Linked DNA regions of Mus musculus: all the other regions are linked to region 4. A link is a contact called in public promoter capture Hi-C data. All regions are on one chromosome and are shown on one strand. Each heading gives the region's core, a stretch centred on a gene start, on an enhancer-like site or on the middle of the called end of the contact. The rest is flanking DNA. Distances are from core to core; before and after follow the strand shown. Region 1 holds the start of A630026N12Rik (RIKEN cDNA A630026N12 gene). Region 2 holds the start of Eid1 (EP300 interacting inhibitor of differentiation 1). Region 3 holds the start of Fam227b (family with sequence similarity 227, member B). Region 4 holds the start of Shf (Src homology 2 domain containing F).

Region 1 (2,700 bases), core at 36-2,535, 4.3 Mb after region 4:
AAATTGACTCAAGAATGTTTTCTGTTAAACTAGGCTTTAAAAAAGACTTTCGAAAGTGCAAAACAATGTGACTCTTGCCTAAGTCATGAGTTGACACGTTACTTTTCATTTTTGACAAAATAAGAAAAGCGAATAAAGGGATAAGAGCCATCAGTTCCCTTAAAACTTAAAAAGTCAGAGTCTGAAGGCCTAAGAGCCAAAAAGCTATCAGTTATATTTAAATTAATCTGGGTGAATCTCTGTGAGGTAGACTATCGTCTGCGTACTAAATTCGGTGCGTTTTCAATTCTGGGAAGGCCACTACTTCCCTAGAAAAAGCACACCACCGTTCTTTTTTACCCCCAGATAAAAATTACATTTCAGAAAGTAACTTGCCTGAATAGACAACAAACCACAGTGTCTGCAGAAAGAACTCTTAAAAATTACTCCCACGTTATGAAGCTCTCTTTCAGAAGTACTGTGGTCTCGCTCCCTGCTTTAAAGCAAATGTGTCTGCTAGACACAGTGGAAATGGGCTTAAAGCAAAAGCTTCAAGGGAAAAAAAGCCAGCAGGTAGGCCCGCTTTCCTTCGCTCTCATTTTGGAGATGCACACTTCAAGGCTAAGCCCGCGGCTTCAACGCCGTGGGAGAGGTTCACAACAGCACACTCAACACCGATCTGTGCCCAGGCAAGACATGACCGACGAAACTCGCGGCTTCTTTCCGCACCCGCGCTCGCGTGGGTTCCGGTGGCGAAGTCTCCGGGGCAAAAGTCTCGGCCACTGAGAATGGCAGGCTCCGTCCCTTCCGGACTGGCCCGTCTACCCTGCCCCGACCCGGCTGTTCGGGCCGAAACCCGAGCGCCCCGGGCTCCGCGGGGCCCAGCGGGGCAGCGCGGCCCGGCCTTCCCTCCCGCTTGTCGTCGGCCCGGCCAGGCCAGGCCCTCAGGCCGCCGAGACAAAGGAGCGGGCGGGGACAGCGCCGCCTCTCCCGCCGCCTGCCCCGCCGGCCCGGACCCCCACGGCCATGGCGACCCCACCGCAGACCCGACCCGTGGGGCCCGCAGGAGGCCGCGGCGCCTGACCGAGGAGGGGGCGGCGGCCGCCACCATGTCTGCCGCCCCTCCCAGAAGCCAAGCGCCGGGCGGACAAAGCGCGGCGGCGGCGGCGGCGGCAGCACGGACACCCAGGCCGACCCCGCCGACCCCCGCCAAACAAGCGGGGCCAGGAGCCCCGGAAACCCGGCGCCTTAATGCAATAAACAGGAAATCGCGGGGATGATCTGGGTTCCGGGGGAAGTGGAATTATTTTTTACCAGCGAAGAGATCAACTTCCACATCCGGTGGTAACAGGGCCCTACACAGACCCGCACTGACCTGGAAAAGCTTCGGGAGCGGCGGCGGGGGAGCAGCGGGAGGAGGTGCGGGGACCGCGGCGCCTCGGAGCCGTCAGGGCAGACGCGGCCCCGCCACACACAGAGCGCTTCGCTGCACAGGGCGCTATTTTCCGAAAATGCCGCGTCTGCTCGGCGCCCAAAATCCCCACCGAAAAGTCCCCGTCGGCGCGGAGGGACACGGCGGCCGAGCTCCCAGCATGCCTGCGGCGGCCTCGCCAACCCGCGCCCGTTTCCGCCCCACTGGCCCCGGGAGCGAGCCTGCCGCCGCCCTCCCCCAGCCCCGTTCCGGCGGGAGAAAGGGATGAGAGGGTCTGCTTCTGACTTTAAACGGGGAGAAAGGAAATAAGCCATTTCTAGCGTTCGGCCACACAAAGGCTGCGGCGGAATGATCCGCGGGGCGACCGCAAGTCCCGGCTCGCCCGGCGCCTGCGCGGCAGCGGGGTGAGCGCTGCGGTGGCCCTGTGCGCGGCTGGGTGTTCCGCGCCGCGTCGCGGGGCGGGATGTGTGGGAGTTAGGGGTGCGTGTGCTAAGTTCTCCCCCGGCGTGACACGGAAAGTGCCGGCATTTCGGGACGCTTGGAGCTTGGACTTGACTATGGGGTGTTCTAGCAGATTCCCGGCAGGCGGAAGGGCAGCCGGGTACCTAAGATTTAACTTACCGTGGTCCTGGAAGGTACCCGGAATCGCTGGTTGTGGGGCCTGTGCGGGAACAAAGGATGCCTGTCCTCTTCACCTGGTGTAAACTGGTCGTGTGTGACGTGGATGTTTCTGTGGCTTTTTTTTTTTTTAATGTTGTAATAGTGACGCTTTTCTCCTGTCTGTATTGTCAGGATTTTTGTTGATTTGTTTTCGAGGCAAGGTTTCTCTGTAACAGCCCTGCCTGACCTGGAACTGGCTTTGTAGACCAGGGTGGCCTCAAACTCAAAAGAATCCGCCTGCCTCTGCCTCTCAATTGTTGGGATTAAAGGCGCGTACCACCATGCCTAGTGACGTATTTTACTTTCAATGAACCAAGAGTTGATTGGGAGATGATGATTTGTGAAGGAAAAGCCTTATAAATTTACTTCACATGCGATTTTCAAAGTTCCACTTTGATATATTTCACCGAAAAGTCCACTACCCGTGGAACTTTTGGCGTCAGGTATCTAGGAATGAGAATATCGGAGACAACCGAGAATAACCTAGGAGCAAAATGGCTTAAATGAGATCCAAATTGTTTACAGACTTCATTTGTGTTTGTGTGTGTCTGTCCTCAGATAAGGACACTTGCCCTTATTTTTTGGTTTTTCGAGACCGGGTTTCTCTGTATAGCCCCTGGCTGTCCTGG
Region 2 (2,700 bases), core at 132-2,631, 3.3 Mb after region 4:
GATGCCTTTTCTTCTGGGTAGTAAGTAAACAAATATATGTAGCTTGTGATAATTAAGCCACACACATTACCTGTGCACTTTTCTCTATTAACATTTCAATAAGAACAAAAATCAACATGCAAAGATTATATTCCAATAACAGCTCATGAGAAACTTCATTTAATGGATAAAGAGGAAGATTTCATACAAATATGTTCAAGTATGTAAAACTAGTAAGGATCATGTAACACTTTGGAGAAAAGTTCGCTGAAGAATATAAAAAATGACCATTGGCAAAAATTATATAAGATAAAGAGGAATGCTATGGAGCATTGTCTCTTGGACATGACAGGGCCATTGCATCCACGAATAATAAACTAAAGCTATGGAAAGATTATAAAGATACAATCAAGGCTGGAGAAATGGCTCAGCAGTAAACAGCATCGGCTGCTCACACTAAGGACCAGGGTTCGACTCCCAGTAATCACAGGGCAGTGTACAACTGACTTCGTTTCTAGGAGTTCCAACGCCCTCTTTTGGCCTCTGTAGGCACAATGCACACACGTGGCACACAAACATTACAGACAGGCAAACAAACGCATACACACGAAAGAGAGATCAAATTGATAAAACTTAAGTTTACTTATATTAATTCCATAAAACAATACGTGGTAAGGGTGTGGATATTCTCAAACACTATTGGCTACAGTTTAAGTTTGTAGAGCAACCGTGGCGCGTGATTATCTGTATATATTTAAAATATGTATAGCCTATTTTCCACCTTTCTTTATCCTAGTACTCACACATGTATGTGGTTTAGTTTCCCCATGGTATATACGTGTGGACATACACACAATTTATCTTTGGTTAGGTCAACTTCAATAAATTCAGAAGAAAAAAACCGAAAAGTTAAATTTTCTCAGTGCGCAGGACGGGACTAGTGGGATTTGAAATGGTGAGAGGTAATGGACATGCTGATCACAGGAACGCTGGGGAGGCAGGGAGGTGGAGGAGAGATGGCATCTGTGACAGAAGGCCAGGGCTTTCCATCTAGGCAAAGCAAGCACTTGGCAAGGAACTTAGAGCTGGTCTCCAGGTGGGTCACCAGCGGAAGCATCGCGGGTCCTGAGTGGGTGTGAGGGTGAGGTGGGAGTCCGGGAAACATAGGGGGTGAGGGGTGGGAAGGGAAGAGCTCGCGCCCGCGCCCGCGCCCGCGCACCACGCCCCCCCCCCCCCCCGTGGACCAAGCGGCCTACTCGCCAGCACACGCACGCCATGCTGGCACGCGCACCACGCCCGCCTACCCGTTTGCGCACGTGAAACGTGCTCCGCACGCGCATCACGCATGCCCACTCGCCTGCGCACGCGCCCCCCCCCCCCAGCTCGCGCTCCACGCACGCCCTCTTGCCTGCGCACGCGCACCACGCCCGTTCGCGCGCCCGTCTCTGCAAAAGGTTCCTTTTTTTTTTCCACCTTGGTCGAGTCGCTTCCACCATGGCGGAGATGGCAGAGCTTTGCGAGCTGTACGAAGAAAGCAACGAGTTGCAGATGGACGTGCTGCCCGGCGAGGGCTATATGGAGGTAGGCCGCGGGGCCCGCGGGCCGGCCCCGGAGGAGGGCCCCATGGAGGAGGAGGCCGGGCCGGCCGCCGCCCGCGCCCAGCGCGGTCTGTTCCCCGAGGCTGGCGCGGACCTGGAAGGCGACGAGTTTGATGACTGGGAGGACGACTACGAGTTCCCTGAAGAGGAGCGCTGGAGCGGCGCGATGCACAGGGTGTCCGCCGCCCTGGAGGAAGCCAACAAGGTGTTCCTGCGAACCGCGCGAGCCGGAGATGCCCTGGATGGCGGCTTTCAGGCGCGGTGTGAGAAGAGCCCTTTCGACCAGCTAGCTTTTATCGAAGAGCTGTTTTCGCTGATGGTTGTCAATCGACTGACCGAAGAGCTCGGTTGTGATGAGATCATTGATCGAGAGTAAATGCTGACGAGAGAGGAGGAAACTACCTGAGAGGGAGAGATTCAACATTCTGCTATTTTGGGGTTCATTCCAAATAGTTCTGTGCAAAAAATAAAAACAGTTGGTTTTTGTTTCTCGGAATAGAAGACGGGACAGTGAATGACCATGCATTGTGGAAAAGGAGAATCGAGGAAGGAGGAGTGTTAAACCTGAGAATCGCGAGGAGAAAAAGACCAAATCGTTCCTCTTTGGTCTCACAGGGGCTCAGCAAAAACCTCTGGTTCAGACTGTTGATCGAGATGATTTTCCTTACATTGGAGAAGAGCTTTCTCTGTTAAGCTTTTAAAGATGGTTTGGAAGAGTAAATTGTGACTACCAATACAAGAATCTAATTAAAGAATGGGGGGAAATACATTCCAAGATGTCTTTAATTCGAACTGAAAGGCTATTGAAAAAAAAAAAAACTTTCCAAATTCTTTTTGGTGATTTATACACATCAGTTATCAAAAGCTAAACTTGAGGTTTAAGATTGAGTATTCATCTACCCCACAGAGTAGTCCAAGTAAATGTGGGTATAAATGTAGACGTGTTATCATGTGTGCTGTCATCTTAAAATGTGTTACAAACGCTTCTGGAATTTTGACTGCACATGTATCTTCATGATTTATAAAGCTACTGTGACCTCTAATTTGGAAAAACCCATTGTAATGATTTTCAAAGTAAAGAAAGAAACAGGATGTCTTTTTAAGGTTTTAAGTTCATGCATTA
Region 3 (2,829 bases), core at 161-2,660, 3.8 Mb after region 4:
CTACCCATACTTAACATGTAAGCACTTCCAGGGCAAGGTGTAAAGATGACAATAACAAAGCCAAAAATTGAAAGGGCTAACAATTAAAAGTCAAATATCCCATTTTCTGATGTTCAGGCCCTCACTGTTTGATGCCTAACTGTGATGTTGTGCACAAATAACTAAAGCTTAATTCCTAAGGCAGGTAGACATGTCAATGTGGGTCTCAAAGTAGACTCTCAACTGTTTTAGCATTCAACATATATGAATACCATTCTGGTGGCTCTCACATTGCGTCTCAAAAGGTTAGTAACTTCTTTTTCTGTTTTGATAAGTGAAGGTATAGTGGACTGGCTGACATTTAGAATGACTTTTGTTCTGCATGCCTCTCTTTATTAAAACATTTTTGCTTAAAGTCTAAATTCAAATATCCATGGTCTAATTTCTACCTCACTCTCACTAGTTCTGAAATTCCTTTTCTGTATCCAAATCAGGAATACCAGTTTGGCTCGAGTTGAGGTCTCCAAAACATTAAGGGACCTATTCAGTCTGCTAAGAGTGACAGAAGGGATTCTCCTCTCCTCCTCTCCTCTCCCCTCCCCTCCCCTCCCCTCTCCTCTCCTCTCCCCTCCCCTCTCCTCCTCTCTCTTCCCTTCCCTTCCCCTTCTTCCTTCCCCTTCCCTTCCCTTCTCTTCTCTTCCTCTCCTCTTCTCTCTCTCTCTCTCCTCCTCCTCCTCCTCCTCCTCCTCCTCCTTCTTCTTCTTCTTCCTCTCTGTGTCTCTCTGTCTGTCTGTCTCTGTCTCTCCTATTCAAGTAGAAGCTACCACTCATGACCAGGCTGGAAATGGGCCTTTCTCCTACTTACAGGTGTGATCCTGGGAATTCATGTTAACCATTGTCTATTTTTCTGTTAAAACTTTTATATAAATTCTGGTGTGGTAAATATCAGTGTCCTGGCTTGTCATTCGTGATTACACACAAGGCTGTTCTTTTTCTCCCATTGGTTAATTTCATAATTCTCCACTCATTAAACAAATTGCTTGATATATGACAGTTTTGTTTCTAATTTAACAACTATTGTTTAGGTTTCTTTGAGGTGGAGCATAGAAAAATAATTTAATCACTTATCCACATATATTAGACTTTAAAAAAAAATAAAAGAAAAATACAGTAGGTGTCAACTCTGCGTGTTGTAAGCAAAGCACAAAATGCATAAACGGTTTTCCTAAGAAGTCTATCAAGCTTGAACTACCAACCACCTAAAGCTACAAGTCTGAGATCTCGTAAATATAGTATTTGGGGAGGTAAAGCGGTGTTACTAGCTCCTCACTAACTCACAGAAACTACTTTCGAAAAGGCTGTTCCGGAACACGTCCCCAGTTGCGCTGGGGGCCCACAACGGGCGGCACAGCAGGAAGCTGACGGTTCCTTTGGAACAGGTCACCCGGGAAGCGAAGGCGGGACTTCCGAACCAGTTCCTCCTGCTCGCCCACGGGATTCTCCCTCTGAGCATGCGCCGTGGTCAGCTTCCCCGTGGCCCTGGCAACCGCCAGGCCCCGCCCTCCGGTGTTCTGCGGAAAGCGCTCCGGGGGGGAGCGCGTGGAGCGGAGGCGGTACGGACCGAGAGTTGAGCGTGGTGCAGGTCGGCATCCCCTCGGGTCGGGTGGCTCGGGCCGGACGCCGGCCAGGCCCAGCGGAGGTCTCACTGCGGGCTAGTGCTGCGTGTGGCGTGCCCGTGGGGGCAAGACTTGAGTGGTCTGGGGCCTAAATGAAGCCTTATTAGGCTTCCCGAGTCGGCGTTGCTCACTCCTGGCAAGGCCAGCTCCCTGTGAGCACCGATCTGTAATTCAGGCTTTGGCGTGGTTTCGGCATGGTCGCGGGAAAAGGAAACCAGATGTGTGCTGTTACCGTCAGCCGATAAGCAGACGCGTTTCTTGTGTGTCTATTTCTTGGGAATGTGAGACAAGTATAGTAACACTTTGCGTTGCTAGTTCCACGAGGTTGGGTAAGGATGAAGAGCCCAAGATTGCAGCATTTCAGGGCTGTTTATGATTGAACTCCAAATGCAAAAATTTCCAAGACATTTCGCCTGTCATATAATGTGTTCTGTGGGAAGGGAGTCAAGTTCTGTGTTTAAAAAATGGCGGTGGTATCTTGGATGTTTAAAAAAAAGGGGGGGGGGGGCGAGAGGGATATTGTACCTCATCAAATTATACGATCAGTTCTTAGTACTTCACAAGCAAATATTGAAAACAGTCTTATCTGGTCCTGAATTTGTCCACAATTCAAAATAGGAGAAATTTAAAGAATATTCCCTTGGGAGGCAAATCAGCTTAGTGTGTTGGAAAAAGTAGCCTTGTTCCGCCGATCTGTGTAGTGCCCCAAAGTTGAGTAGAAAGATAAGTCCTGGATGCCTTCTACAGAGTGGTTTCAATTTAGTTGATAAGTATTTGAATCTATCTAAAAAAAATCAAGAATAGGTAAATCGGAAAGAGTTGTACTTTTGCCTCATTGAAAAGTGCCTCCAAATGAATATGTTTGTCCATATCAAATATGTGGACCCAGGGATAAGTAGTCAGAAGTGTAAAAGATTGTCTTTGTGTGAGTTTATAACTGAGTTAGAATCTGACTTTGAGCCTAAAAATAGATGTTATGTGCAAAGCAGACAGGATGAAACTGCATAAGTATCATTATTTTTAGAGAAATTGAGTGGAAAAAAAAGTTTTTCAGCCCAATTTGCAGAGTAGACCATCAGGATGCTAGTTATTTGCCCTAGGAACCGCCCTTGTTTTCTAATTCTTTACAACTCTCCCCCACCCAACTCCAGCTGCATCGCCCTGCACGTATTTG
Region 4 (2,723 bases), core at 123-2,622:
AGAAGGAAGGTAGATGTCCTGAGAGACAAACTATTGGGAGTCTTCCTCCAGGGCCTGCAGATCCAGTCTCTCTCAGAATGGACTGAGAAAGAGGAAAGCCTAGAGAGAGGAGATAATGAATGAACCCCATCACTCGGCCTTAACTGGGCAACAGGTCCTGACCACCGAGTGTCCTCATACTTGGGGGAACACTGGAAGGAGTGCGCCTGTACCCCAGGGGTGAATTTCTTCAGGAAGAGCTGGACATTGCCCATCTTGGCATCCGGAGTACAACAGTCCCCCCCCCCCCCTAATCCCACTGGGAAAGGCAAAGGCCAGCGCTCGCTGTGTTCACGGAAGAATCTTAGTTTTCAGCCCCTTTCTGGGCTTCAGACCTGCAAAGATGCCTGGACTCCAGGACCGGGTGGGAGGTGGGAGGAAGGAGAAGGGGAAGAGGAGGGGGAGAGAAAAGCTTTGTGGAGGGAAGAGTCAAGAGATCAAAGGGCAGAGGAGCTGCTGCTCCGGAGAGGGCACAAAGGCCATAAACCGGCAAAGGGAAGGGAGGGGTGCTTCTCCATGCCCGTTAGAAAAAAGGTTCCAGGATCAGGGTTGGACGGGTTGCAAAGCTGAGGACAGAGCCATTGAGGGAGGTCGTCCCTAGTCCTCGGGCCCTAACAGGAAACAGGGCAGAGTTTGGGGACTCAGATTAGTCGGTGGAGAAGCTAACAAAGGGGTTAAAATTTGAGCCCCCGTGTCAGGGACTAAGCTTATGTCAACTAGAAATACTGACTGCGAAAGGCTGAGTCCCAGCCAAGCCACCTTTGTCCCTCCCTAAATCTCCAGACCTCAGACCACCACCCCTCCTGGACACCCACGCCCGGCGCAGCACTCACCCTGTCGCTGCTGGCAGGGGGTCCGGAGTCCGGAGGGGGTGCTGGGGGGCCGGGGGTCTCGACCCGAATGAGGCGGTGCGGGGGTGAGCCGTGGCGCGGGGGCGGAGTGGGGCCAGGGACCGCAGGGGTGGAAAGGGCGGCGGACGCGGACGGGCCCCCGGAGTAGGGGTCCTCGAAGTCGCGGTCTCGCTGCAGCCGGTAGGCGGCCAGGATGTCCGGGGGCGGCGCAGGGGGCGCGGCCGGGCAGGGAGCTGGGGGGCGGTAGTCGGGCTCTGGGGGGGCGGGTTTGGCGCCCCCTCCACCGCCGCCCCCGCGAAAGCCCAGGTGCTCCCGCAGCCACTTTGCGACTCCACCGCTGCCGCCCCCTCCCGGGCCGGTCCCCGCACCCCCAGCCCCGCGGCGGGATCCCCCAGGGCCGCCCCCCGCGCTGCCCTGCGCCCTCGGCCCCGGGCCGGAGCCCGTAGGAGGAGCTCCGCTCAGTAGCATGGGGCCCTCCCAACTGAGCGAGCAGACCGCGGGCGGCGGGGGCGGGGCGAGAGGGGGCGGAGCTGCGCCGGCGGGAGGGGCGGGGCTCGTCGTCAGTGACACGAGGGGAGGAGCCCGCTGCCTAACGGGGACCCGAGGACTCTGAGAGGAGTAGATGGGATGCGGGAAGCAACTGCGCCGAGGGTGAGTCCTCCACATGTCGTTACCCGTGCTCCTGTGGGGCGCTCTCTAGTCCCATCTGCTCTTTGCACCTCCCAGTTTGTGTCAGACGCGGGAAGATGAGTCCCCAGGCACATCCTGCTCATCCTGATTCCTTTCCCCCAAACCCAAAGACCCAAACATTTTCGAAGACGCTGCTCTTCAGATGCGCCTATTACTGCCCTCACCTTGGGAGTACCGCCTACCTCTTCCTATCCCTTAACTCACACCCAAACCTAGGTTGCCTTTCTATCCAGGCAAACTTCTCACGTGGCATGCAATCAGTTCTCCAGAGACACCCATTGCTCCGATGTTTCCACACCCAACCGCCAGCTTCAAATGCTTACAACCCTCGCACAAACAATCCCCATCCACGCTTACACCGGCCCCCAGCAGGCCCACGCAGCCCTCACAGCTGCCCTGCTTTCTTGTGGAAATCCCTCAAGCTCCACCCTGGGTTTGTCAATCTGTCTGTGACAGAATAGAAACAGACAGATCAATAAATCAAGCGAGAAACAGGTCTAATGTTGTCAATCACCAGCCCCTTACCTTCTCAGGGCTCCGATGATGATGCCTAAGAGCCTGGAATTTTGTCTTAGAAAGGAAGCAGGTTCACCAGAAGTATTGTAGCCCTGAAGGCCAGCATCTCTCCCTCTCCCTCCTCCCCCTTCCTCCCCCTCCCTCCTCCCCTCCCTCTCCCCTCCTTCTCCCCTCACTTCATGGGGTATAATAGAGAAACTAAGAGGTTTACATTCCAGAATATACAGTTTAAAATACTAACTACTGATGCAACGGTGAGCATAGAGATGACAGGTTCCTGAGGATATTGTAGCTAACCCACAGGAGAAGGTCTCCTCACTCACCCAATGGGAGGGGATGGGAAAGGCAATGGACTGCCAACTCCTGGGCCAAGACCACGCCCTTGTCCTATCTTAGAAAGGGTGATAGGGGTTGTTGTCATGCAAATTAAGGGTGATGAGCGATCTGAGCACAGCCCTTGCTCTGTAGTCACCTTGCAGTCAGGCCTCCGCTCAGACTCATGGCAATCCTGTTGCTCAAGCTTTCCCAAGGCAAGTTCTGAGGTTGCAGGTGTGCGCCACCACACTACTGGTATTTGCTTAAAAAATATAAAGTGATTCTGGTGGTGGTGATGGTGGTGGTGGTGGT

The links. Promoter capture Hi-C pulls out the DNA fragments that hold promoters and counts their contacts.
Region 1: a promoter capture Hi-C map of pre-B cells shows a contact between it and region 4, with 2.5 times the contacts expected there. The contact joins the promoter of A630026N12Rik here to the promoter of Shf in region 4. A contact is called at or near these places in 2 of 39 promoter capture datasets (cranial neural crest and pre-B cells).
Region 2: a promoter capture Hi-C map of cranial neural crest shows a contact between it and region 4. The contact joins the promoter of Eid1 here to the promoter of Shf in region 4. A contact is called at or near these places in 1 of 39 promoter capture datasets (cranial neural crest) and 1 of 484 Hi-C or Micro-C datasets (B cells).
Region 3: a contact with region 4 is called in a promoter capture Hi-C map of pre-B cells. The contact joins the promoter of Fam227b here to the promoter of Shf in region 4. A contact is called at or near these places in 1 of 39 promoter capture datasets (pre-B cells) and 1 of 484 Hi-C or Micro-C datasets (B cells).

What each region holds. Positions count from the first base shown.
Region 1 is chr2:126,674,002-126,676,701 of GRCm38.p6, forward strand. It overlaps A630026N12Rik (RIKEN cDNA A630026N12 gene), which reads right to left and starts at 1,286. Exons shown (of 1, transcript NR_166192.1): 1 at 1-1,286. Gabpb1 (GA repeat binding protein, beta 1) reads right to left here and starts at 1,591. Exons shown (of 9, transcript NM_001271468.1): 1 at 1,355-1,591.
Region 2 is chr2:125,671,719-125,674,418 of GRCm38.p6, forward strand. It overlaps Eid1 (EP300 interacting inhibitor of differentiation 1), which reads left to right and starts at 1,382. Exons shown (of 1, transcript NM_025613.3): 1 at 1,382-2,700. The coding sequence starts at 1,474. The coding sequence ends at 1,953. All of the region lies in intron 4 of Shc4 (SHC (Src homology 2 domain containing) family, member 4), which reads right to left.
Region 3 is chr2:126,150,594-126,153,422 of GRCm38.p6, forward strand. It overlaps Fam227b (family with sequence similarity 227, member B), which reads right to left and starts at 1,411. Exons shown (of 17, transcript NM_029455.3): 1 at 1,318-1,411. It overlaps Dtwd1 (DTW domain containing 1), which reads left to right and starts at 1,548. Exons shown (of 5, transcript NM_026981.2): 1 at 1,548-1,621.
Region 4 is chr2:122,367,775-122,370,497 of GRCm38.p6, forward strand. Shf (Src homology 2 domain containing F) reads right to left here and starts at 1,373. Exons shown (of 7, transcript NM_001374011.1): 1 at 873-1,373. The coding sequence starts at 1,358.